4 separate regions of the Mus musculus genome follow, and all the other regions are linked to region 1. The links are chromatin contacts, called in public HiCAR-type and Micro-C maps. All regions are on one chromosome and are shown on one strand. The core of a region is the stretch at or near the end of the contact, and the rest is flanking DNA. Distances in the headings are between cores, read along the strand shown. Region 1 overlaps Myo16 (myosin XVI). Region 2 overlaps Col4a2 (collagen, type IV, alpha 2). Region 3 holds the start of Col4a2 (collagen, type IV, alpha 2). Region 4 holds the start of Abhd13 (abhydrolase domain containing 13).

Evidence for each region. Hi-C and Micro-C count contacts between places; a contact is called where the count stands out from the background. HiCAR-type assays count read pairs that join an accessible place to other places.
Region 2: a contact with region 1 is called in a HiCAR-type map of astrocytes, with 2.7 times the contacts expected there. The contact joins two enhancer-like sites. A contact is called at or near these places in 1 of 39 promoter capture datasets (stem cell-derived epiblast-like cells), 2 of 484 Hi-C or Micro-C datasets (differentiating embryonic stem cells and embryonic stem cells), 1 of 115 datasets of contacts at active chromatin or transcription factors (astrocytes) and 1 of 9 other capture datasets (embryonic stem cells).
Region 3: a contact with region 1 is called in a HiCAR-type map of astrocytes, with 3 times the contacts expected there. The contact joins the promoter of Col4a2 here to the enhancer-like site in region 1. A contact is called at or near these places in 7 of 39 promoter capture datasets (embryonic stem cells, hematopoietic stem and progenitor cells, liver and 1 more), 3 of 115 datasets of contacts at active chromatin or transcription factors (astrocytes, embryonic hindbrain and embryonic stem cells) and 2 of 9 other capture datasets (embryonic stem cells and liver).
Region 4: a Micro-C map of the HL-1 cell line shows a contact between it and region 1, with 2.6 times the contacts expected there. The contact joins the promoter of Abhd13 here to the enhancer-like site in region 1. A contact is called at or near these places in 8 of 39 promoter capture datasets (the 3T3-L1 cell line, 3T3-L1-derived adipocytes, the C10 cell line and 4 more), 2 of 484 Hi-C or Micro-C datasets (the G1E-ER4 cell line and the HL-1 cell line) and 1 of 115 datasets of contacts at active chromatin or transcription factors (pancreatic cancer cells).

The regions. Positions count from the first base shown.
Region 1 is chr8:10,572,398-10,575,810 of GRCm38.p6, reverse strand. All of the region lies in intron 32 of Myo16 (myosin XVI), which reads right to left. Among named protein-coding and RNA genes, the nearest start is that of Gm32330, 99 kb to the left of the region's middle. Within about 2 kb of position 1,745, at least 14 of the 459 cell types and tissues checked have an H3K27ac peak or open chromatin away from gene starts, as enhancers often do. A contact at or near this core is called in the HL-1 cell line, astrocytes and pancreatic cancer cells, where this site is marked.
Region 2 is chr8:11,418,198-11,421,610 of GRCm38.p6, reverse strand. Col4a2 (collagen, type IV, alpha 2) reads right to left here. Exons shown (of 48, transcript NM_009932.4): 21 at 942-1,034; 22 at 289-443. Among named protein-coding and RNA genes, the nearest start is that of E230013L22Rik, 58 kb to the left of the region's middle. Within about 2 kb of position 1,745, at least 83 of the 459 cell types and tissues checked have an H3K27ac peak or open chromatin away from gene starts, as enhancers often do. A contact at or near this core is called in astrocytes, where this site is marked.
Region 3 is chr8:11,311,134-11,314,546 of GRCm38.p6, reverse strand. Col4a2 (collagen, type IV, alpha 2) reads right to left here and starts at 1,742. Exons shown (of 48, transcript NM_009932.4): 1 at 1,433-1,742; 2 at 1,040-1,128; 3 at 863-917. The coding sequence starts at 1,083. It overlaps Col4a1 (collagen, type IV, alpha 1), which reads left to right and starts at 1,721. Exons shown (of 52, transcript NM_009931.2): 1 at 1,721-2,031. The coding sequence starts at 1,948.
Region 4 is chr8:9,975,967-9,979,379 of GRCm38.p6, reverse strand. It overlaps Abhd13 (abhydrolase domain containing 13), which reads right to left and starts at 1,663. Exons shown (of 2, transcript NM_001081119.1): 1 at 1,361-1,663. It overlaps Lig4 (ligase IV, DNA, ATP-dependent), which reads left to right and starts at 3,069. Exons shown (of 2, transcript NM_176953.4): 1 at 3,069-3,349.

The sequences.
Region 1 (3,413 bases), core at 496-2,995:
TGTGCTGTCTACAGCCTTAGAAATATTCATGAGCCTTGGAGCTACCTTTCACAGGCACCAAGGAGCATGCAGACACCCAAGTACATCACCACAGAGAGCGGCATCTGGGTGGAAGGAAACCAGAGCAGCCACGGACAAGACAGCACAAGATCTATCCATGGGCAAGAGGCCGGGGAGATGCCTCCTATTATTTGAGGTCAAGATTTGCATGAGGCAGACTAATTCCGTGTGGTGCCAACTCATTTGAATGTATCGGATTAAACAACAATAACATTGGAATTTCCGCTTCAAATTTCACACCACCAGTGGAGAGTAGGCACTTGCAGACAAGGAGCATGAGTAAGCAGACACCAATCCTGCTGGTCAGCCAGGAAGCGGGCGCCATCTTGCTTCTCATTGCTAAGCAGTGTCTAGGGTACAGCATTGTACCTGTCACAGAAGCATCAACGCTTTGTAAAATGTTGAATCAAGATACCGCCGCTGCCTTTATTTTCCTGCGTAAGACAAGATGGAATGGGGAATCTTGTTGGGAGTTTGTTTTTTGTTTTTAGTTTAGTTTAGTTTTGTTTTGTTTTGTGGCATGCAAACTGCTGTGGTTATACAATGAATAGTGAACCCTAGCTTCCAGAATCAGCCTTGTTGTGGGTAGTGGGCACCCTATGGGCCTAGACTGGGTGCAGTGACTGTCTGAGGTAAAGACACTTAAGAATATACCTTTCCTGTTGAAGAACGTAAACATGAGGTATTTATAAATATTAACAAAGGTTGAGCCCCAGCGTGCACTTCCAGTTCACCCAGTGATGGGGAGTGGTGTGAGAAAAGAAAGACAAAGCATCCCAGACCACAAGGTACTTACTTGTGTAACCTATTCCCTCCAGTACACTCAAAACCTTCCACAGGCCAACTTTAAAGCCCTTCTAAAACAAACAGTATTCGAAAATAAAAACACGGTTCTGTAAGATTTAATTTATAAAATACAGACTTCCAAACTCAAAATATTCTTTATCTGAAATGTTTATATAATCGAGTAGAATATCAGAAACTTATGATGATTTCTACTTGGATTAAGCAAGCCTTAAATGAAAGTGCTACCAGGCTCTGGATCTAGGAAATATCTGTATATCTATGCCTCCGTCTATATTTAAGCCTCTATGTGCCTCTTGGCCTCTACAGAAGGTAGAGCTTCCATACAGTAGTCAACCCAGCTACTGTATGGAAGACATGTTATAGTAGTCTTCTGCTGTAATCATTTCCAAGTACTTGTTTACATCTGGAACGCTCTGGATTCACGGGGTCAGGGAATAATGAAATGAGTGTTGTGCTTTCGTTGTGTTTTAAGGGAATAACTTGTGAATCAAACTCATCTTAGCTCTGTCTGGCTCCCTTCTACTTTTCTCCTCAGACTTCTACCACACGCTGTATTCCGTGGATACCCCATCTTCCTGGGATCCTGTTCAGTGACTTTCAGTTAAGAGTCCATAAAGACAAACATGCCGGGAACTACCACTCAGAGCAATAGCGCCTCCTGGTGTCCTGGCCAAGCCTCCTTTGCCATTTGAAAAGGGCCTCACATTTTCAAAGGAAGCAACGAGAAATAATTAGCATGGTGATTCTCAGATCATCAGAAGAAAACCCTGTGGCAGTTAGCTGAAACTTTAGCTCTTACAGGGCAAAGGCAAATAACTATCTGGTCATATTTCACCTCAATGGCTTAACTGGTCTAATTCTGTCTCTGGAATTTATAGGACTGTTTACCTGTAACCCGAAAAGTACATATTCAACAGTCTTGAGTTTTCTCACCCAAGCTCTGTGACTGTTACTGTCACACGGAAGCAATAAAATATGTATTTAACCCCTCTACCCCTGGTCTTTTCTCAGGCAGCATCAAGGAAAGAATTGTGGAAAGAGCTGTACTGGACAGACCCACTGCTCTGTCAGGCTTTGTAGAGGAACACTAGGCAAGCTTATCTTTTCTCTGAGCCTCTGTTTCCCCACCTGTATTATGGGCATATTCGTAGTAGTTAACTCAGAATAGAGTGTGGGAGCAGCAGGCTGTTAAAAATGGTGCCTGAAGCCCCCCACTGCTGTTAGTCCAACATGGCTAATCTTTTCAGTCAGGTCTATGTGCCTCTCCCCACCCCCAACTCTGTGTTCTGTATTATTAGAATGTCCATGATTATTTAGCTCACAAGAAAAATCTAAAGCCTGGAATGTTGACTTGTGCCTGTTAAATCCCACCACTCTGGAAGCTAAGGCAGGAGGGTTGCCATAAGTTGGAGGTCAGCTTAGGCTACAAATTGAGACTCTGTCTCAAAGATAAACAGAAAGTGAACTATTTTAATGTACACTGTTATTCATGAAATCCTACAAGGAGGTCTCCAGAATAGTCCTGGGATAGAATTATATACCAGAGAACCGACCTTACTTCTGTACACAATTTCTCCCTTACTATTGCATAACACATTTGTGTTCAAAATACCTGCAACGGGAAATTCACTGACAGTTTAGTGCTCTCCAAGTCACCATGCTAAAAAGCAAAAGAAACCCTGTGAGCCCACTCTGCAAAACGTGCGCGCCAATCTCCAAGCTTCACAGCCATCCAGGTATTAATGGGAGCTACCACTGATGCCTGCCAGAAGGGAGACTTAGCCACACACTAGATGACTTTAGATATAAAAATGTCTTTCAAAATAAAGATTCAAGAGAAGACGATTGGGAGCCTGAGCTGTGATTCACTATGAATGGTAACCCCGGGGATCCCTCAGTAGAAAGTGGATTTTCTCTCCTGAGGATGAAACCCTGTAAGCCTTAATAATCATGTAAGCTGCTCCAGCACACGGCAGGGGCATTAAATCTCTCCCTTCCCTATCTTACCATAACCCTTTCACAGTCTCAGAGATCGCCCTGCTCTATCTCAGGGGAGCATGTCACACAAGCGTATAAACCCATTTCCCTCACAGGCTTGGGAAAATTCCATTAAGTGTATGTTGGGAACTCCTGCATCTGGGTGGGAACAGCCGAGGCTCATGTCATTAAGATTCCTGATATTACAGAAGTGATCATAAATGCTTCAAAGCAGCTTTTCTTTCCTTTTCTTTTCTTTTCTTTTCTTTTCTTTTCTTTTCTTTTCTTTTCTTTTCTTTTTTTCTTTTCTCTCCTTCCTTCCTTCCTTCCTTCCTTCCTTCCTTCCTTTCTTTCTTTTTCAGATTAGAATGTATTTTGTGAAAACTCGAAGTGGGGCTATAGATATGCTACAACTTTTCAGTTGCAATGCTGGCTGGTTGATATGACCTGGGGGAGGGAGCAGGTTCACAGGCCATGCTTGGAGGCCTGCCATGCCCCTCATCTGTTCTGCTGCCTTGAGGTTTCCCTTTGTTTTGCAGAGATCTATTTTGTTATTTAGCTTTGTGTCT
Region 2 (3,413 bases), core at 496-2,995, 850 kb before region 1:
CTCTTATGTATAATGCCATTCCACACACAGTGCATATACTTGAGAAGGCCCAGGGCTGCAGTCCCTTTCTGCAGCCTGGAATGGAACCTCTGGGTCCAGTGATAACTTTATGTCTAACTTACATAGTGGCTTGCGCTATCTCAGTCCAACAGGTTAAAGTTTTCAAAAGCACATCTTAGGAAAAAAAAAAAGCCGATAGTGTGTGTGAACGATGTTTGGCTCGCCTCAGGCACCGGCACCTGGCAGCTGCAAGGTAACCCTAGCCAGCAGGGGGCGCTCTTCTCTCACCTTGAATCCTGGGAACCCAGGGATACCGTGCAGGCCTGGGTCTCCTTGGTCGCCTTTCTTTCCGAGCTCCCCATTGACACCGGGAAAACCTTTGGGTCCTGGCAGTCCCGGAAGACCCCCGATGACCTGGCCACATTGGCAGTCTCCAGCTTCACCTGTCGTGATTAGGACAGGGTTGCATGCGTTAAGCTGGGCTTGGACTAGCAGGGGTAGAGGACAGGTGGAGGGGCTGGTGGGAGAAGACACTGAGTGCTGTGATTAAAGGCGTGCGCTGCCACGCCTGGCTTTAGAGTGCCTTTTATGCTGCATATACGTGCTGAGGTCACGGGTAGTCCTCATCCAGACATAAGGTGTTTCATAGGACTTGTACACAGCCCGAAGTTAACTTTACCCACAAGTTTTGGTGTGGCCACTTTGGCTGCGGCCCAGCGAGTGATGCCAGCTGTGGGATTCCCCACTTGCTGTGCCATATTGGCATATTGGTTCTCAGAGAGTTTCAGATTCTGTAGCATTTCAGATTTCAGATCAGACTGCCCATCCTTTACCCTCAGAGAAGTGAATGAAGGGTGGGGGCGGGGTCAACTTGCAAGAGGAGGTGACATGGGGGCTAGGTTGGGGTCACCATCCTGACCTTCCCACCCTGCAGTCCTCACCTTTCCATCCTTTCTGCCCTCGTGTTCCTGGGAAACCTGAAGGTCCCGGGTAGCCCACTCTCCCTTCTGATCCTTTCAGGCCAAACAGGAAGCCTACGGAAAAACACACAGGACAAAAGCATTTGTGAGAGTCGGCCAGATCAGTCAGGTCCAGTGCAGCCTCTCAGCCAAGTCTACCCCAGCTCCTTGCATCTCCAGACCCACACCAGCACCTCCAAGACAGAAGCTTGGACAGCCATGTGGCCATGGTCCCTCAGGATGGAACAGAGACCAGAGCCTGCAAATTTAGCTTTTCTACCAATGTATCGAGACCAATGTCTTTGCTTTTGAGGAACGTTCAGTCCAAACGAAGAATTTGACTTTTCAGCCATGTTGCTGATGGCCGCGCATCTCTGCTCAGCCTCAGAGAATGTCCCCCAAGGTGTGTGTGTGGGGGGGTGGGGGGGTTGGTGTGGGATTAAGATAAACTCAGCTCTCCCTCTGTCCCCTTTCTGGAGTGCATGCCCATCTCTTCTCAGACCTCCCCATTTCTCCTTTCTCCTGCACACATGAACACACATGTAAACCTGCAAACATGGGGGTCCTGGAAACTAACTGGAATTCTCCTAATTGGTACTGGGCATGGTTGACCTCACTAAATGACCTTGGCCCCAATATTCCTCTTCTAGGTTCACTTTTTTTTTCACTAAAGGTCAGAGTTATTAGTCACTACAGTGCCCCAATAATTGCACATATGTATATCAATTGACCAGATGAGACTCCACTAAGACCTCACAATTCTTAGAGGCCTTTGGGAAGACTGCCATCTGGTGGTGGATCCAAGGCTGCGTATCCAGGCGAGATTGGCTGTGCTGCAGGGTAGCTGAGTACCTCTGGACTCCTTTGCTTCTCATTGTCTTACTCTGTAGCCCAGGCTGGCCCCAAACTTATGGTGACTCTCTGGTCTCAGCCTCCCAGGTGTCAGGATGACAGGTATGAGCCACCAAGCCTTATTGCTGCTAAATCTAGTAGTGGTCATAGCTCCATCGAATACCCCAGGACAAGGTAGGTGCTTGTGGCTACACAGGAAAGGATAAGGAGGCAGTGACTTCAAAGGCATGGGATGGTTTGGGAGCGCCTAGGGAAGCAGAGATTTGTAGAAGAGACCAGCGGGCATTGTTCTGTGTAATCTGATCTGGCCTCACATCTAACACAGTCTCTCACTCACTCATTCATCCACCACAAGCCAGCTCCTGAGCCACGCCAGGCAGCAGGCCAGGAGCTGTGTTGGCACTGGGAAGCTGGCCTGCCTCGAGCTGACAGCTGAGATGCAGGGACACAGCTAACACGCTCAGCAAACAAATGTGAAGTTTCAGATTCTAGCTAGCACCGTGAGAGGGAAGCTGGGAGCAGCTGATTTAGAATGGGTGGTGTCCAGGGGGGTCTTCTGAGGAAGTGGCATGGACTGTGGCTGACAGAGGGAGCTGGCCAGGCGGGGAGCTGAAGGGCTCTCCAGAAATGGAACGGAGGGACCAAATGGCCCCTTAACAGTATGGAGCCATGACCAGGGAGTGTGTAAAGGGTACACGGAGGAGTGTTGTCATGGAGGAGGGGAGAAGACCCTCTTGGGCTTTTATTCCTAAGGGCAACGGGAGTCCTGAAGTGTTTTAAGGAGAGAGACTGCACCACACACTGTGAGTCCAGTGTGGAGAGTGAGGTGCCCAGAGACTCCTGGCTCAAGTACAGACGCTATGGAGGAATAGTGGTACCAGGGAATGTGTGGGTCAAAGAGGAGAGTGACAGCGTGGAGATCTGCAGCTCCGCTCTGGGCATTCTTGAGACCCAGTGCTGCTGATTCTAGTGAGAAGTTTCATGGCTGTAGCTCAGAGTACAGAGGAGGAATGGTGATGTTTTCACAGGGCTGCGTTCCCACTGGAGAGGAGAGGAGAGAAGAGGGGAAGAGAGGAGAGGAGAAAGGAGGGGAGGAGAGGAGAGGAAAGGAGAGGGGAGGGAAGGGAAGGGGAGGGGAGGGGAGGAGAGGAGAGGAGAGGGGAAGAGAGGAGAGGAGAGAGACAGAGAGACAGAGACAGGCAGAGAGAGACAAAGAGAGAGAGGTGGGGGAGGGAGGGAGAGAGAGAAGCAGTTAGAGAGGGAGAAGGAGAGGGAGAAGGAGAGGGAGAGGGAGAGGGAGAGGGAGAGGGGGCCACTGAGAAGTCCTACAAAGTATCCAGAGATAGGAATAGTGGACAGGTACTATGGAGCCGAGGAAAGCCTTTCCGCACAGGCACTGCCTATGTGCCCGTGGAACCCCTCCAGGAGATGCTTAGGTTTGGGTTGGGCTCTAGCCTAAACTGTCAAGCCCTCCTGACAGACAGAGAGAAAAGCAGACCGTAAATAGAAGGATTATCACCTGGACTCTATGAACACTTAAAACTAGAGACCTGTCACCAAGGACAAAATTGCCATTTAAAACCTGCACCAAGGACAAAGAGA
Region 3 (3,413 bases), core at 493-2,992, 740 kb before region 1:
AGGCTGAAGCAGGGCTCCTTCCCCAAAGGTGTGTTGGTTCCAGACACAGAGTGTACTGGTGTCCCAAGCTGTGTCTACTTGGAACTCAGGTATTCCACAGACAAGTAAACAGGGCACATAGGACACCTGGCCAGGGTTCTCAATTTTCATGTTTCTTTTAAACAGCACTACCTATGAGAAGACCCCCCCCCCCACACACACACACTGGTACTGGTATAAGGAGTGGCTACATTTAAAATGCGAGGGAGCCCCAGAGCATCTCTCCAGTTCAGTTCAAAGGCTGTTCTGGCAGGCCTGGTTTGGTCTTTCAAGGAGCAACAGGTACAGTAAACAAGTCACAGAAGCCAGGGACCACAGGCCTCCCTCTGGTCTGTGGCTCTTCAGGGCCTACTCAAGGTTTGGAAGAGACCGCGGTTTCTATCCCTTTGTCCCCGAACAACCTTAAAGCAGGAGGCTGTCTCCTCCTTGCCCCGCCCCTCCCCAGAGACTCATATTTAAGCAAGATGCTCTCTGCCCACCACAGTGCCTGGACACCACCTCTGAGTTTCTGGAAACTCTTTGCTCCCAGCCCCCTCTGTCCGTGCGCCTCGTGGCCTAGTGATAGACATTCTTCCCTTGCTGCTAAGGCCAAAGCTTGGCAGCAAAAGGTGCCTGAGGCTACGTTTTAATTATTAGCTCCCTAGAGAGGGCCGACTCCTGCACTGCACGGGACGAGCGGCTGGCAGACACAGTAGCACACACCTACAATGCACACGCACACTCAGGTGGGCTCGACGAGCCTGTCTTCCACGAGGCTCCGCGAGCGTCCCAACCCGTCACGGGCGCGGAACTCCAAGCGCCGTGGAGTTCAAGCGGTACTTACCCCCAAGACGCTCTGAGCCAGGAGTCCCACTGTCACAGTTGCTAGCAGCAGCCACCTGCACAGGAGAGGGAGGGAGGGTAAGAAAGCGACCAAAACATGCGGGCCCCAACTTGTCAACTCCTGAAATATGCATGCAAGGTCCCCTTCACCTAGGAGACCAGGCAGAAGGCGACTTACCCTCGCAGGGGAGGGCCAGACGCTTTGAACCGCACTCGGTCCATGATCCCAGTCTTTGAGCTCTAGACTCGGCTCGATCCCTTCCTAACCTGGAGGCAAGAGACAAAGCGGGTTAGCAAAGGTGGCAGGCAGAGAGAGCATCGTCATCTTAGCACCCTGACTCCGCATAATGTCCCTCGTTTCCTTGCGGGGTGACCAAAGTTCTGTCCCATCAGGAGACAGAAAAAGGGAGATTCTTCTCCGTAGGCCCTGCCTGGAGCTCCTCAGCCCATGCAGCGCGATCCCTATTCCCCCAGCTCCGATCCAACGGAGCGCGCAGCCTCAGCCTACTCCGGCGCTACAGGTCCGCGACTTGGGGCCTGGCTCTCTGTGCCTCCCGGGGGTCGCTCTCACCTCAGGGTCAGGAGCTGCTGCCCGCGCGCATGGGCCCCTGAAGAAGCGTTGGCCCGTGGCACACCGGCGGCCAGGCCGGCCTGGCTCTGCTCCGTGGGCGCCGGACTCTCGGCCCCGGCGTGCCTTGCTGGTGCTTGCCCGGGATTGGCGAGCCAAGGGGCTCGTGGAATCGGGGCGCGGGAGGAGCTGGGTGCGGAGCGCAGAGCCCCGGCGTTCGGACTCCCTGCGACACCAAGTCCCGAGCGGCGCGCAGCCTCCGCCTCTTACCCGCGCCGCAGGGTCCTCCCCTTGGAGACGCCGCCCGCGCACTGCCGAGGGGAGGGGGCAGCGCCAACAAATTGGGGAGCTCCTCGGGCGGCGCGCTCAGGTCTCTGCGCAGAGTCACCGCACCCGGGACGGTGAGCAGGGCTCACGCCCGGGCCCTCCGAGACTGAGCACCTCGCCGTGGCCCACGGGAACTGGGCTGCATTTCCCCGCCGTCTCTGCTGGTCCCCTGCCGCCCCGGGCGCGCCACCATGGGGCCCCGGCTCAGCGTCTGGCTTCTGCTGCTCTTCGCCGCCCTTCTGCTCCACGAGGAGCGCAGCCGAGCAGCTGCGAAGGTGAGTTCCCTGCGGGCTGCGCTCCCCAGCCTCCCTCCCTGCACCCCTGACGCCCCGCGAGGCCTCTTTGTCCAGCGCCTGGCGCAGTCAAGCCGCCTGGCCCTCGAGGGTACCGCGGGTGGCACGGCCAGGTGCATTCTTCCCCCGGGTCTCCCTCTCCTAGTCCCTGTGGGCAGCGATCGCACATCCATTACGGAACCTCCTTTGTTATACACTGGGTGCGGGAGAGTTAGGAAGGGACTGAAGCTTAGCGTGTACCACGGCGGGGTGAGGGTACCGAGGAGCCAGTGAGATTTGAACCCTCATCGCCAAGGCTCTCAGCGGCGGGGCGCGCGAGTGGGTCGGGGCTGGAAGGGTGGCCAGGCACACCCCACGCCACTCAGAGTCCTACACTCATGTGCAGGGGGAACCGCTTTGGGTGTGTTTCTGGTTGTTTGGAGACCGTGATGGTTGAGGCTGAACAGCTTTGGGCCGTTTGCCTGGAAACATCTGTATTTTTGCTTTCCCACGACTTTTGTGTAGCCTACGGCACGCTTGAGAACAGACGCGGGGCTCTTCTCCGCATCCTAAAAGTCTCTGCCTCGACTCTTGCCTTTTATGAGTGCGTGCCTGAAAATTATAACCACATTTAGACTTGAGTGTGAAACCAAAGCGAAACTCCGTCGCATTGTTCCCTGCGCAAATTGTTTTTTTTAAGTTTTTGTTTCCTCTGGTGCTGTGCTTGGCCAGGAGGGCGCTGGGAGATGTTTGCAAGAGCCAGACTTCCAGCTCTGGAGGAACCCGGCCAGACTTTCTGCCTTCGCCCCTAGAGAATACACTTCAGCTGCTGCTGCTGCTGTGACAGCCATGCAGGCCCAAAGGCCACAAGGTGTGGCCTCTCCACAGTTTGCCTTCCCCTCAAATGCCTAAAAAACGACGTTTGCTTCTCACCGAAGCTTCCAAGTTTTAAAAGAAACCGTTGCTTAATTGTGCATTTTCCTTTCCTTTTAAGAATTTCACCTCTTTCCTGCAGGAGCGATACTGATCAACTATGCTATAAATTATTAACTGTTACATACTAGAATAAACTGGTAACGTTACTAGGGGTTTTCTTAATTGGGTTTTGCCTCCCTTTCTGAAGAAGGATGATTAATTACATCAGCAACCAACTTCAGAGAGTTCCCTCCTCTCCAGTCTTCACCTTCACCGCAGGTAGCCTTTTAACTACCCATTCTCTTGCTGAGGGTAGTTTCTCAAAAGAGCAGGCTTGATAGGCTGGACCTGCTGGCGGTGCAGGTCTTGTAGTTCTTGCTTCTTGGACACCCGAAGCAGGGGGATCTCAAGTTCAAGGCTAGCCTGGGCAACAGAATGAGTTCAAGGCTAGCCCAGGCAACATAGGGAGA
Region 4 (3,413 bases), core at 414-2,913, 600 kb after region 1:
AGGTTGCTCTTGCTGTGGAAAACACTGCACCTCTAGCAAGCTGATGTTAGGAATACACATTACTTTACGATCTAAGACTTGTAAGACTAAGTGGCACATACTATATATAATAAGGTATTAGGAAGCCTGCCACTCACCAAACATTCTAATTACAAGAACTGGGGCTTGCCCTAGATCTAAAGTGGGGTGTTTTAGGGGCCTCGGGTTTTCCTGAGGCAGATCAACAATTATAAGAAACTGGAATCTTGGGAGGATGAACGAACTAGAGAAACAAAGACTTGACAGCCCAGTGCCTGAGTTTCTGAACTGTCTGGGAGAGCATCCAACGTTCCGGCGAAAGGCAGCAGGCCAAGTGCTACCTGTGGCTGTACATGTACAAGTCAGCTAGCCTTCTGCTTGCCCGGTCTTTCTAATACCTATTTCCAGGATGTGGTGATAAAATGCTGCCACCTCTGAGTCAAAATTCAAGCATTTTCTTATCTATCGCAGCAAAGCAAGTCTCAGTAAGCACTGCGAATCCCAGTTAAATCACGGCAGTGACTCAAGTTATTAGAGTGAAGCTTTATTTTTCTGTGGAGACCCAGCTCAGACTACAGGTCCTCCAGCAAGCTTTCCTCGGACCTCGTTCCCAGTGTCACCAGTTCCATCCTGTAGCCTGGGCCGACTCATGTGGCACTATTTACTAAGGGGGTGATGAGCCTGCTTATATAGGCTGGGAGTTCCGTGATGGCAGTGACCTTATGTTACTCCATCGGACGCTTTCAACGCGTAGCAAGGCCGAAGGTACAGAGCAAGTCCAACTCAATCCCAGCTCAACTGAGTCAAGTCTTTGGTAGCACAGCTGTGACATAACTCTGCACTGCCAATCATTAATTCTCAGTGAGATAAAACAGTGCTTTAGAGAAGAACATGTCTAAGCACACACACACATAAGGACTAATTCATGCCAAAAGACAGAGCAGATCGACAAAAAACAAAACAAAACCCAACGTTCAAACTTAAAGCCAGTGTGTCACTTGGTTCCTGCTGCCTGGTAGACAAGTGCACAACTAAAGGTTTACTTTAGGTTGCCAGCTCAGCCAAGCACACTCCCTGATGCATTCTCGCTTCACACCAATGGCTAAAAAAAAAAAGAGGCCCAGTGACTTCAAGTGTGCGACAACTCTCTGGATTTTATGGCCCCGTCGCCCGCAGCTGCGAGGTTAGCAGGTCTGCACCTGTTACAGACAAACGCGCCCAGTCCCTCCGACCCAAGCCCGGGGTTTGCTGGCCGACTGTTCTGGGAGTAGATACGGGCTCCCGAATCCGAGCTGCGGGGTGAGGAGGTCGGGGAGGCCGCCCGCGTCCCCGCCGCACTTACTCAGGCTCGCGGGCGGGCTGCGCAGTCGGCCGCGGGCTCGGAACCCGGCTCCGCGCTGCAGCGAGGCCCCGCGCCGCCCCCGCCGCTCCTCATCGTCTTCCTCCCGCCGAGGGGCCGCCGTCGCCACTGTCTAGCCCGGAGCTCCTGCGGCGCGGCGGGCCCAGCTGGCGCAGCCTCCACTTCCGGCTCGCGCGCGGTGTCCCTGGCAAATAACCCCGCCGGCCCCCACATAACCTGTTCTCCAGCTTCCTCCCGGGAGCGCGAAGCCAACCTGTGCACCCCTATGCGCATGCGCAGGACACTGGGCTCCGCCTTCATGCTACGGTAGCCCGTAGGGGCAAGATACATCTCGGCGTTTCCAGTCAACTGCTGCCTGAACACATTTCGGAGAACAAGGAGTTTCTCTTCTCTCCTCTTCTCCCCTCCTCTCCCAAATGTGCCTGCTCTTGGCTATGCTCTTTCACTTATCTGCACTAAACTTTCTCTTCCACCATGCCTAACTTTCAGGTAGTTATGCCCTTCCTTTTTACTTTTTTTTCCCCCCACTCTGAGGATAAAACAAATTTGGTTCTCCATTAACCATGCAGCTAAAAAGCACATTAGAGCAAGAGCTTTGAATTAACTAATAGCTTTTCTCGGCTCATAATTTGTGGTTCTTTCGTATCAGTAAAGCAGAGCCCGACCTGTGCCTGACGTCGGAGCGCAGGAGCAGTTGAATAAGACACGGATGTGTAAGAGTTGTACAAGCTGTACGAGCACCGCTGATGCTCCTGTACAGTAACGTGTGGCTTTGCAACACCACAGGGAAACTATCGTGAGACTAAGGGAAACTACAGAGAAAATAACTGGCCACACGGAGCCGTAGGATCTGGCCCCACTTTAAACTAGCCCTGGACTGTCGGCCTTGTGAAATGCAGCGTAAACACATTAGACAACCCCTGAAAGCAATTGACACTCTAGTGTCTCACCAGGACTGCAAAGTTTCACCTTCAAAGAAAGTGTTCCCCACACTTTGCCTATAATTTCTGAACTCTTATTGGTGGAGTAGGGCAGGTCATAGCCACCAATGCCAGTGGAAAGTAAGAGTTTCTGAGACGTGGAGCGTACGTTTATACTTCTATTTTGAGTATCTAGTATAGTTATTGAGTGACAGTAAGGTGTTCAATAACACTATCAGCTAGCTTTATTCCAAATCACCGAGCACCATTGAAAAGCCTTTAGTCCATGTAAGTATGTTTCTGCGCCATGAATTATTTATTACTATGTAATACATAATTATTTTTATTATTATGTATTATTTCTGCACAGTGAAAAGGCTACCAAGAACACAGAACCTGAATTAATTTTGCAAAAGTCTTTTTCTGGAGCCCTAGACTTTTTAGGTGGGAGGATTCTCTTCTGTCCTGGAAGTCTTCAGAAGCCAGTCCTGTCAGGGCAGCAACCCAGGCTCCAAGTTCCTCAAATTCGGCTCAACGATGACATCCAGCGGCGAGGGACCGAACATCCTTTGCTACAGGCAGAGACAGTGGAGGCGCGCTGCGCAGGCGCTCTGAGCCGCCGCGCCGGCCCGCCCCTGCCTCGCCTGTGCCTTTAAAAGCCGGCAGGCTCGCCTGTTCCCACTGCGCCTGCGCGGCAAGCAGCTGGCGGAAACGCCCGGCCGGCTTCTTGTGGCGGCAGCTTCCGGTCGGAGTGGGGCGGGGCAACCTCTGCTAAGCAAGTGGTGTGGCGGGTTGGAGGAGGCAGGGAGGTTCTTGGTCCTAGGGAGGCTGCGTCCTTCCCGTGCTTTGTCCCAGCGTCACCACCCGCCTTCCACGGTGCAGCCGGCTCGCTGGGGACTGATTTCAGGTGGCAGCCACCGGGTGAAGAAATCGTGTCCTGATGCTTAGTTGTATCCGCACGCTGCCCTGCCCCCTGCCACCTAGCTACCTGGGACCTGCGCGCTCCCCCAGCTCCTTCATTCGGCAGGGTTGGGGTTCACGGGCTGCTTAGGTAAGCAAAGCACTAATGCAACAGGTATGGAGGCACCTTCCAAAGCCTGTGGTCATCGACTTTA